Linked DNA regions of Mus musculus: all the other regions are linked to region 3. Evidence: chromatin contacts called from public promoter capture Hi-C data. All regions are on one chromosome and are shown on one strand. The core of a region is the stretch at or near the end of the contact, and the rest is flanking DNA. Distances in the headings are between cores, read along the strand shown. Region 1 holds the start of Coq2 (coenzyme Q2 4-hydroxybenzoate polyprenyltransferase). Region 2 holds the start of Mrps18c (mitochondrial ribosomal protein S18C). Region 3 overlaps Sec31a (Sec31 homolog A (S. cerevisiae)).

The links. Promoter capture Hi-C pulls out the DNA fragments that hold promoters and counts their contacts.
Region 1: a promoter capture Hi-C map of liver shows a contact between it and region 3, with 2.1 times the contacts expected there. The contact joins the promoter of Coq2 here to the enhancer-like site in region 3. A contact is called at or near these places in 6 of 39 promoter capture datasets (the 3T3-L1 cell line, 3T3-L1-derived adipocytes, the HPC-7 cell line and 3 more), 15 of 484 Hi-C or Micro-C datasets (the Ba/F3 cell line, DN3 thymocytes, the G1E-ER4 cell line and 10 more), 1 of 115 datasets of contacts at active chromatin or transcription factors (pancreatic cancer cells) and 3 of 9 other capture datasets (adipose tissue, liver and pancreatic islet).
Region 2: a contact with region 3 is called in a promoter capture Hi-C map of liver, with 2.4 times the contacts expected there. The contact joins the promoter of Mrps18c here to the enhancer-like site in region 3. A contact is called at or near these places in 2 of 39 promoter capture datasets (liver and pre-B cells), 1 of 484 Hi-C or Micro-C datasets (the G1E-ER4 cell line), 1 of 115 datasets of contacts at active chromatin or transcription factors (bone marrow-derived macrophages) and 1 of 9 other capture datasets (liver).

Annotation. Positions count from the first base shown.
Region 1 is chr5:100,672,390-100,675,695 of GRCm38.p6, reverse strand. Coq2 (coenzyme Q2 4-hydroxybenzoate polyprenyltransferase) reads left to right here and starts at 1,440. Exons shown (of 7, transcript NM_027978.2): 1 at 1,440-1,707. The coding sequence starts at 1,455.
Region 2 is chr5:100,797,065-100,800,366 of GRCm38.p6, reverse strand. It overlaps Mrps18c (mitochondrial ribosomal protein S18C), which reads right to left and starts at 1,608. Exons shown (of 6, transcript NM_026826.1): 1 at 1,507-1,608; 2 at 754-815. The coding sequence starts at 1,597. Helq (helicase, POLQ-like) reads left to right here and starts at 1,767. Exons shown (of 18, transcript NM_001081107.1): 1 at 1,767-2,073. The coding sequence starts at 1,894.
Region 3 is chr5:100,367,882-100,371,039 of GRCm38.p6, reverse strand. It overlaps Sec31a (Sec31 homolog A (S. cerevisiae)), which reads left to right. Exons shown (of 28, transcript NM_026969.1): 23 at 1,406-1,444; 24 at 2,688-2,746. Among named protein-coding and RNA genes, the nearest start is that of Sec31a, 47 kb to the left of the region's middle. Within about 2 kb of position 1,744, at least 36 of the 459 cell types and tissues checked have an H3K27ac peak or open chromatin away from gene starts, as enhancers often do. A contact at or near this core is called in adipose tissue, liver and pancreatic islet, where this site is marked.

The DNA.
Region 1 (3,306 bases), core at 191-2,690, 300 kb before region 3:
AGACATCATGTCACAAAAGCAAAAGGTTGCTATTGACCCTCTATGGAGTTAACAGAACAGGGCAGAGAGCCATGGTCGCTCCTGCTTCATGCTAATAACTATTCTTTGGACTCAGTCTAGTCTTTACTTTTATAATGTCCTACTACCACTGCAGGACAAGTTGAAATGGGTTTGAGAGTGAAAAAGTTAGTGGACTTTAAAATACATTTTTTTCAAATAAAAAAAAAGCAATTTTAAAAAACAGCTTTATCATCCTTTCCCTCTAAAATAGAAAGCATTCGCAATGATTTTTGCATTTTAAATATTGTGTTGGGAACTCCAGGCAAATGGAAATAGTGTGCAAGTGTGAAAGAGCCTCGTGTTTGGCATGGCGGCACCTATGCTACCTGAAAGGGTGCTTGAAAATAAACAGCGTGGAGGCAACTTTTGGGAAAAGAAAGGAGCCTCAAAGGCCGCAAACCTGTAGAGGAGCTCAACTGGCAAGCAGCAGATGGAGCTAAAAGATCAAAGGACCAGCAGCGCTTCCCAGACTGCAAAGGCCAGCGCGCCCCCTGCTGCACCTTCCTCAAGCGCCAGGCCAGGATCACAGAACTCACTTCATAGGCTTTAAGGAAGGGCACCGAAAAGGATACACCACCATCTCAAAACACTAAAATCCAGATAAGCGACTTGTCCAGAGCCAGTCAGTGAGGGGTTACCGTGGAATAACACATACCAGGTACCTGCAAACATGCAACGGCCAACTATATTAACAAGGGTCGCATAAAGTTGGTTATTGTTTTGTTTTTCTTTGTTTTATTTTTCAAGACAGGGTTTCTCTGTGTAGCTCTGGCTGTCCTGGAACTCACTCTTTAGTAAGCTGGCCGAAAACGTAAAGATCTGACTGCCTCTGCCTCCCGAGTGCTGGGATTAAAGGAGTGCGCCACCACCACCTGGTTATGAAGTTGTTCTTGAGTGAAACTGCATCCTTTTTAGCTGTCAAACTTAGGTTCACCTCGAGTAAAGAATTTCCCTTAAGTATATAGATATAGATAGATATACTTAAATTCATATATATGTATATATATGAGTATATGTATATATGAATATACATATATAAAAATTTACATAATTTGATTTGGCTTTTTGTTTCCCTTTTAGTGTTAGAAGGTGAACATTCCATGTAGTTAACATTTTTGGACTTAAGTTTTTCTTTTTATGGTAGAACTATTCCATACAAATAAACAAACACTCTCCTTTTGAGTTCATTAAGAAGCCTGGAGATGGAGAGATGGCTCAGCGGTGAACAGCACCTGCTGCTCTCCTTACAGAGGACCCAGGTTTGATTTCTAGCACCATACGGCTCAGCCCGGTCTGTAAATCCAGTTCCAGGAGCGCGCGCGCCACCACTGCGCATGCCTGCCCGCGGCCCGTCGCCCTGGATGACGCCACCGACCGGCGTCCAGCCTGGCGCCATGCTGCGCTGGGGAGGCGCGGGGCTCGCGCGGGGCCTGCGGGCCGTTCGGTCCGCATGGCTGCGAGGTCCGCGCGGGCTCCCATTGGCCCTGGTGCGCAGCGCAGGGGTTCCGGGCGCGCGGGATCGGCGAGCCCCGGCCCCCGGGACGCAGCGGGGCCGAGCTCTCAGCCTGTCGGCCGCGGCCGTGGTGAACTCGGCGCCCCGCCCGCTGCAGCCCTACCTGCGCCTCATGCGCCTGGACAAGCCCATAGGTGAGTGGGGCGGGCTGGGCTGCGCTGCGCTCGACAGCCTGCCTGCCTGAGGAGCAGGGCCGCAGTGACCGCGACTCCGCTGCGATGCACCCATTGGGCCAGTCCCCTCGGGACTCGGTCAGGACCTTAGCCAGGGACACGCAGATTTTCCCTCGCTCTGAGCCGGGAGTCCCGGAGGCGGACGTTGATAATCACATATTCCCAGACCATTCCACAAACTCCAGACCACTCCTACCCCATTCAGATGTGAGCAGGTGCTCCTTTGCTTTCACGAAGCTTTTGATTGTTGATTTGCAGTTTTGAAGCATTTCTGCATTCATTAGTTTTCGATTTTTGCCTCCAATTATGTAAGGCCCAAGGGGCATGTAAGTAAGACTATTGAAATCAAGGCTCCTCGTCAGAGCCAGACCAGAAGGACCCCAAAAGTGTTACTACTGGGCTTTTTTTCCCCCTCATCACCGGTTACAAAGATTGAGAGCATCTGAACACAGCCGGGTTATCGTGCTTTAGAATTGCCCGCCAACGTAAACTCACACAAGCCTCTCTATGACCTTCTTTTTCTCAGTCTTTTTCATCAAAGTGCTCACGGACTATTGACACCTGTGACACAATATAAGCTCCGTCTGCACGCAAGGTTTCTGTCTAGTTGGTAAAACGATGCCCGGAGTTGTAGATGAAGTCACCTGGCCTTAGTGACAGAATGAGCTAGGAAAACTACCAGCTTTGAAAGAATTTGTTTCTGGCTGGAAAAGACAGTTGATAACCTAGGAAAGTATGGAAAAGTATCAGAGGTATAGGTCATGCACAGGAAAAGAAAAATAACTTACTGTCTCCAGAGTTCGAACAACTGAAAAAAATAGTACTCCAAAGGAAATGCTATATTATAGAGTAGAGAGGTCTTGGAGAAATATTTTCAAAATCCAAGGGTAGCTAAATATGGTGGCTCACATCTATAGTCTAACATCCAACGGCAGGAGGGCTGATTCAAGTTGCAAGTCAGTCTGGGCTTTATATTCTGAAATAAAAGCCAAACAAACAGACTTAGTGCTGAAACATTAAGACTAGGAGCCTGACCTGCAACCCTGGAAAGATGTAGGAAGAGGGATACAACTGAATTCCAGCTAATCTAGATGTCAGTATGTACAGTTTCAGCGTATGGAAGAACATCCAAATGCCAAACTTATTTGTTCTGCCTTTACCTATCCAGGACCCCCAACGTGGCCCCGTTTGGGTTTGGTGTTTGTTTTTGGACAGGGTCCCATATGTGTCTTTGGCTAACCTTGACCTCCTGCCTCCATTTCCCAGTTGCTAGGACTGCAGGCACTCTCCTCCATGCCTGGCTGGACCTGTTTTATTTTGCATAAGACAAGGGCTTGCTTTGTACTGCAGGTTGGCCACAAACTCCAGAGCTTGCCTCAGCGTCCAGGTGACAAAGTGGGTGGGGTGGCAGTAGCCAGGTGTCACTGTTGATATTCTAGATGTGAATGCTCCCTGTGTGGGTTTTAAGCACCGAATCACTGCAACAAGAGATTATAGACACCTATTAAATAGAAGGCAGGCCTGCCATTATTAGGGTGTTGTATAATTCAGGGTTTACAC
Region 2 (3,302 bases), core at 359-2,858, 430 kb before region 3:
GACACAACAGTGATTGGTTTTGTTGTAGTCCAGGATGTATCCAACTCACAAGCTCCTCTTGCCTCAGAGCTTCCTAAGTGCTGTCACAGTACGTGTATACCACCATATCTAGCTTGCCTTGAATATAAGCTGTATTCCTTCTCAGCTCCAGCTAAATTCTCGTGTGCTGTGATTAGGCTCCCACATCCCTGTTCACACTTGAAACCCATAAAAATACACCTATAGTTAAGAAGCAACTAGTTGAATGTCTTACTGTAAAACTTGAATTTGGATCTTTTATCAAGGTAGCCTGTCAGGTTTCTATTACCTACAATTATCCTACCCACCGAAGCTATATTTAGATATTCTCAAATCATGTATCCTTATATTTAATATCTATGAAGAAGAATACATTACAGACTGAATCTAGGAATTCTCTACAAAACACAAGTGACTATAGTCAATAAAAGATAACCATTATTTTGTCCTATAATTGAATTCCAAATATTAAAAATTAGGCTGAATTTGGAAATGAATTAGTAATATGGGGGGAGGGGGACCTGGGGCTGGATAGGTGTCAGTGGTTAAAAGTACTCCCTAATGTTACTAAGTACAGGGTTTGAATCCCAGCACCCACACCCAGTGGCTCACGACCACCTCGTTCCAGCTCCAGGAGAATCCAATGCCCTCTTCTGGCTTCCACAACTCCCCTCCCCCACATACATACAAATAATAAAATAATGTCTTCTTTAAAAAAAGAAAACGAAATCTTACCAGGTCCTCATTGCTGGTTACCTGTTCAAACTGTGAAAAACATCGTCTCCAAATCACAGAAACTAAAGAGAAAATGGCGACAACACAATTGTTTTCATTCGCTGCATATCTAACCAAGATTTACGTTTTTAAAGATGCTAGATAATCAAAGGGCACAATATCAAACATTCTTTTCAATGATTAGTTAGCAACCTGTTAGATTTGGGACATAATAGGACTCAAAATGAGCGGTTCCAAAGGCTTTGGATAAAGGACATATATACTTCCTCTCCTATAAATTCTTTCTCATTTCTACAGTTACGGATTGAAATTCAAATATGTACAGAAACAACAGAATGGTACTGTCATTCCAAAGGAGAAATAAAAAGATTCAAGACATTGACAAAGAAGCATAAAACAAACAAACAAAAAAAGAGTTGACTACACCTTGGAGACAGGAGCCTAGATAGCATAACTGTTTCCTGAGAGGCTTCGTCCAAGCAGCGGATGGAAACAGATGCAAGAGAACCACAGCCAACAAGTGTCCAGAAAGTCTTATTGAGGAGTCGGGGCGATAGGTTTTTGTAAAGTGAATAAGTAACGGGGTAAAGTGGTTGACTACACCTCAAAGTCCTCTTCAGCTCTAGGAAACTAGTCTACGATGACTCGAGCCTCCCACTTATCTCAAACCTAGTTCTATTGAAATAGTCATTTTGCTAACGGCGAGGACCCCACCGACAATCAGCGGCTATAATGCTATGCCGGACGTTTTACCTGCTTGAGTTCCGCGATCCGTGAAGCAGCCAGCCGCGGTTGTCAAATTCTTCCTCCCTATACCACTGCACAGAGCAACCAGAGCGGCCATGGTTCTCCGCCCTTCCTCTTCCTTTCTATTTCCCTAAGCGCCCCGACAGGTCCTTTCTGGTGCTCTTCCCCTGTCTGCCCGGGATTCGACGCAAAGGTTCCGGCGCGAACGCGGCCCGGGTTTCAATGCACTGCACCTTTATCTTCCCGCGCTTCCCGGGCCGGAAGTCACGTGACCCGGGGCTGCGCTGCTGAGGGATGGAAAGCTGATGCTGGGTCACCTGCTGTCTCCAGAACGGCGCCACCGGCTCCGGGCTGCACCCAGGGCGGCTGTCGCAGGGACTCTGGGCCGTTGTCATGGAGGACGGCTGTCCCCGCATCCGCCGGCGGGTGTCTGTCCGCAAAAGGAACCGCGGCAACCTGGAGAACCTCCGTGCCTCCCCGACCCCGGCCGAGCTCCAGCCTGCCGAGGACACGGAGGACGAAGCTGCAGCCGGGAGCCGCCGCCGGAAAACCGGGAGCCCGGAGCACGCCCAGGTACAGCCCTGCTGAGTCCCCGCATCCCCGTTGACTCGCCCGGTCCTGTCATCCCAGGGGCTGCGGTGGCAACCGCGTGTCCCGCCCCGGGCACGGCTGCGCGGGAGGTGAAACCGCCTTCTTCCCAGGTGCACATCATGAGTAGCCTTAGCTCGCTCTCTCACCTTTGTTATCCTTTTATCTCCATCACTTGGGAGACACTGCTTAAACCCCCGACTTCTAGGTAGATGTCAAACCTACATGCTCCTTCCATCCCCTGTCATAAAAAGTATTCACGGGGCAATTAACTGGCTTGACAGAGAGAAAGCTAGCCTTCCAAATGGCTCGGCTCTACTTTACTGATAAAACATTTTTATTGATGACCCATTAATTGCTAGTTACGTTATTAAACTAGCCATATTATGTAGACTTTTACAACGGTAAGTGAGTCCAGGGAAGTTGAGAGACTAAAGTTGTGACTCAATAAATAATTATCACCTCCCAGTTTACATCTCTGTTCTGTAAGCCACCATACATGAGTGTGCACATGACTGTCTCAATTCCAAGTTCAGAACAGAATTTCATTGTAGTGTCTAGTGGAACATTGTAGTGTCTAATGGCACAATCATGATTTTGTAGCAGACCAGCTTCTACGTTAGTGCCTGGGCCGGAATTACCACAGTTATCAGAAGCATCTATTGAATCTTGGAGAGAGTTACTGTTCTTTCATTCTTAAGTGCTTTAGCATAGGTTTAAGAATTAAAATGCCAAAGACTGGGCGGTTAGGTTCAGCAGCGGAGCCTGGGGCAGGCCCTGGGCTCACATGGCAGCACCAGAATAAATAATTTAGAATTCCAGTATCACCCCTTGGGGGATGTATCTGAGTTGACAGAATGTTTGCTTAGAATGCCCAACACCCTGGGTTTGATCCCAACACCTCCTAAAACCAGGCATGGTGAGGCATTCAGGAAACAGGCAGGAGGATCAGGAGTGTGTAGCCTCAGTAAGGTGAGATCCTGTTCTGACTTTTAAAAAAATGTTTCTTAGCATCCTGATATCCCATAATAAGCCAGCAGTACTGTTTAGGCAAGTCAGAGCAACTCTCTGGACTTGTTTCTTTTGTTTGGTGATGATAATATGTATTCAGAGGATAATTTGCATATAGTGATATCATTGGGATAGTCCTTTGCTGGGACATTTGTTTTTTTAAAATGAGGATGGAATTCATGTATGTATCTTTGTTTCCTTAC
Region 3 (3,158 bases), core at 495-2,994:
GCTGGAAATGGAACTCAGGACCTCTGGAAGAGCAGACTGTGTGTGCTCTTAACCATTGAGCCATCTCACCAGCCCCTATCCATTCAGTTCTTAACAAGACCTACTCTGTAATTAGAATTACGGAAGAAGTAGAGAGGCTGAAAAGGACAGTGTATCTCTAAGGAATAATGAGTAACTTCTAGAAATAAAATTTTGTATATGTGTCAAATTTTGAATAGCCTCGTGTAGTAGAATAAGGAGTATATAGTTCATACAATAAGAAAATAAGAGTCTCGTAGAGATCCTGGACTGCTGAGTGGGGTGACCTAAGTGTCACTTTCAGGAGAGTACTCTGAAGGCTTCCTCACGGGAGAGATTGTGACACATGCTGCCCCCAGTCCTGGAGTGGAGTGGCAGTGGTGCAGGTCCCTTGTGGCAGAAAGTGGTCCCTGGGTCACTGTCTAGGATGAGTGGGTGCTGTTTGACTCTTTTTTTTTTTTTTCTTTTTTCCAGTTCTTGGTTTACTTTGTGTTTCTAAGAGAAAAACTTTCAAAAATATGATGGCCGTAGAGCTAGCCAGCTGGCCCACTCTCTCCCCAGAGTCACAGTGCTCATTTGATTCTGATTTCACTGCTAACTTTGAGTCTGACTTTGTTATGACCTCCGTGCCATCACTAAGGGATCATGTGAAAATTGCTATTCAGACTTCCTTGTGCTGCAGCTTAGTGAGAGCAGATCACTTGCAGGCTCCTGCTTAGGAGCTGGAGAAGTGGTCTTCGTCCCTCCCCGGTCCTGTGAGCAGGGTGGGGCAGAGGGTGCATAGCTCAGAGCAGTTGTCTTGGCTCCTGCCCTCCCACTGGAGCTGCATGGGTTCTGAAGGCTGTGTGTGCAGATGAGTGTGCCCGCTTCTGCGCCGTGCTGGGCCACAGTGGACGGGATGTGCTCAGTGTGTACTCTTCCCCACTGCTGGAGGCTTGACAGCAGCGCTGTGTCACCTAAGACCCTGCTGGACAGAGAACATTAGGTCCTACCGTAGCCTCACTGATTGTTCTGCTTGAACAGGTTCTCAGTTGGCATGGGTCCACGGCTTTGAGTGATGCTGGCAGGGCACACTTGCAGGCATGTGGCATGAGTAGGTAGATGGGGAAGTGCTGTGTGCTTAGGGTGTGCTGAGCTCCATTGCCAGGGAGAGAAACCGTCAGGATAAGAACCAGGGAAACACTGAGGGCTACATTGAGAGCAGACCAGGCTATCTAGTTAGAGACTCTGCCAATAAGTAAGTTTTAACAAATTGTAAAGTTTTGTTCCTTTGAGGTTAGTTTGCTTTTTCTGGGTCCTGTTAAGCAGGGAAGAAAAAGTATTAAAGTGATAATTTTAGAATGTCTTCCATAATACTATCTAAGTGACTTTTACATTTTATCAACAGAAAATCAATCTTTCCAAGACCAGGCATCTATATTGGAAGGTGAATTGGTTGTAAAACATACTTTAGTAAATAATTTAATCATTAAATACAGCTAATGAATGGGCATTAACAATAATGCATGTGATCGGTATCATTTTTATTTGGCTTCTTAATTGAATTAAATTTTAGAAGTGATTAAATGCATATAATGACTCCCAGTTTTAATCATGGACGCTGCCTGTCTTAGTAAGCATAAGACAGGACTGGAGTGTGCAGCTACAAGCATGAGGTGGTGGGCGAAGTTTCAGTGATTCCTCTGTGTGCTGGGACAGTCAAGAGTTTGTTAAGCAGACGTGACGCAATAGCTTGGACCAACTCCTGACTGTTCAGAGCCCTATCCGGCCTGTCTTGTGAACTTGTAGGAAGTTCTGTTTAACAACAAAGCAACTAAGTCAATAGTATTTAGGGAAAGAGTGGCTTGCCAAGCAGTTTTGTTGTGATATAATATTCATATCAGCTCAGCAAGCAAGGGGGAGGGACGAGGGGAAGGTGACTCCAAAACCAACTCACTTCCTGTCTTCATATGGTCACGCAAACACCTGTGCTTTAGCAACTGTCTGCTTCCACGGAGAGGGGTAAGGTAATCACCTTGTGATTTGGAAGCTGTCTGGTTTCAGCATGTTTTGTAATGTGCTGGTACTAAAACAGTGAGCTCTACTGATGGCCGTTTCTACCTCTGCGATGCCAGCATATTGGGGTCTCAGTTCTGAGGAAGCTTGCTGTACTTGACCAAGTTTGACAAGGCAGGGAATGCTGAGAGCTACTTACTCTTCTGCAGTTGGGTCTGCTGCTGTTTTCTTGTTTGCCCTGTGTTACTGGGCATGGAACCCAGGCCTCCCATTCTGGGCAAACATTCCATCATTGAGTTGCTCCTTGGCCTGGAAACGTTTTTGTAAACAATAGACCCATGTTCCGCATCTGTGCTGGTGTGCGTGTTGAGTTGCTCCCTTGGCAATAGAGGGCTCTCTCCTTTCTTTTTTGGACATCGAGTATGACAGAGCTGTGCAGAAGCACACTCAGCCAACCTATTTTCCCTTTATCAGGAGAGAAGAGAGAACTGACTTTGAAGGCTGGGGGTCACTTTAGACATAAGGACTTAGGCCTGAAGCTTAGGACAGTCCCTTTACATAGCAGTACTATCAGGATATGTTGTCTAAGGCAAGCCCTGTGTGACCCCGGTTGATTGGTGGAACCTGTTAAGGAGAGCGTTTAGGGTTCTGAAAGAAAATGTCTTCTATTTTAGGTCCTCAGAATGGTTGGAATGATCCTCCAGCTCTGAACAGAGTGCCGAAGAAGAAGAAGGTAATGAGAAGTTCTCTACCTGTGCGTGTCTTTATCTGTACCACCTGGAGCACAACACACTTAACCCATGGCTTTAAGGGCAAAGCTTGCCGGTTACTGTATATAAAATGCATCATACCAAGTTTTCTTCTAATCCATGGTAAAAGGAGGGAAGCTAGAGTGTCGTCAAAGCCTTACTCTGCGCTGTGACTGACACAACTGTAGTCCCCATGCTTGGGAGGACGAGGCAGGCCAGCAAGGGGACGATGGCTTAGGAACCCTGGCCTTCCTTGGCTTGGCCTGTGCTGTCATCTTCTAACAGTGTGCTTGGCAGCCTGTGACACTTTGTGCATGTTCCATGTACAAACTTCCTCTCTGAACAACGCTCATAGCAACCGAGGGCCTAGTCCTGCACTGAGCTGCACATATACCC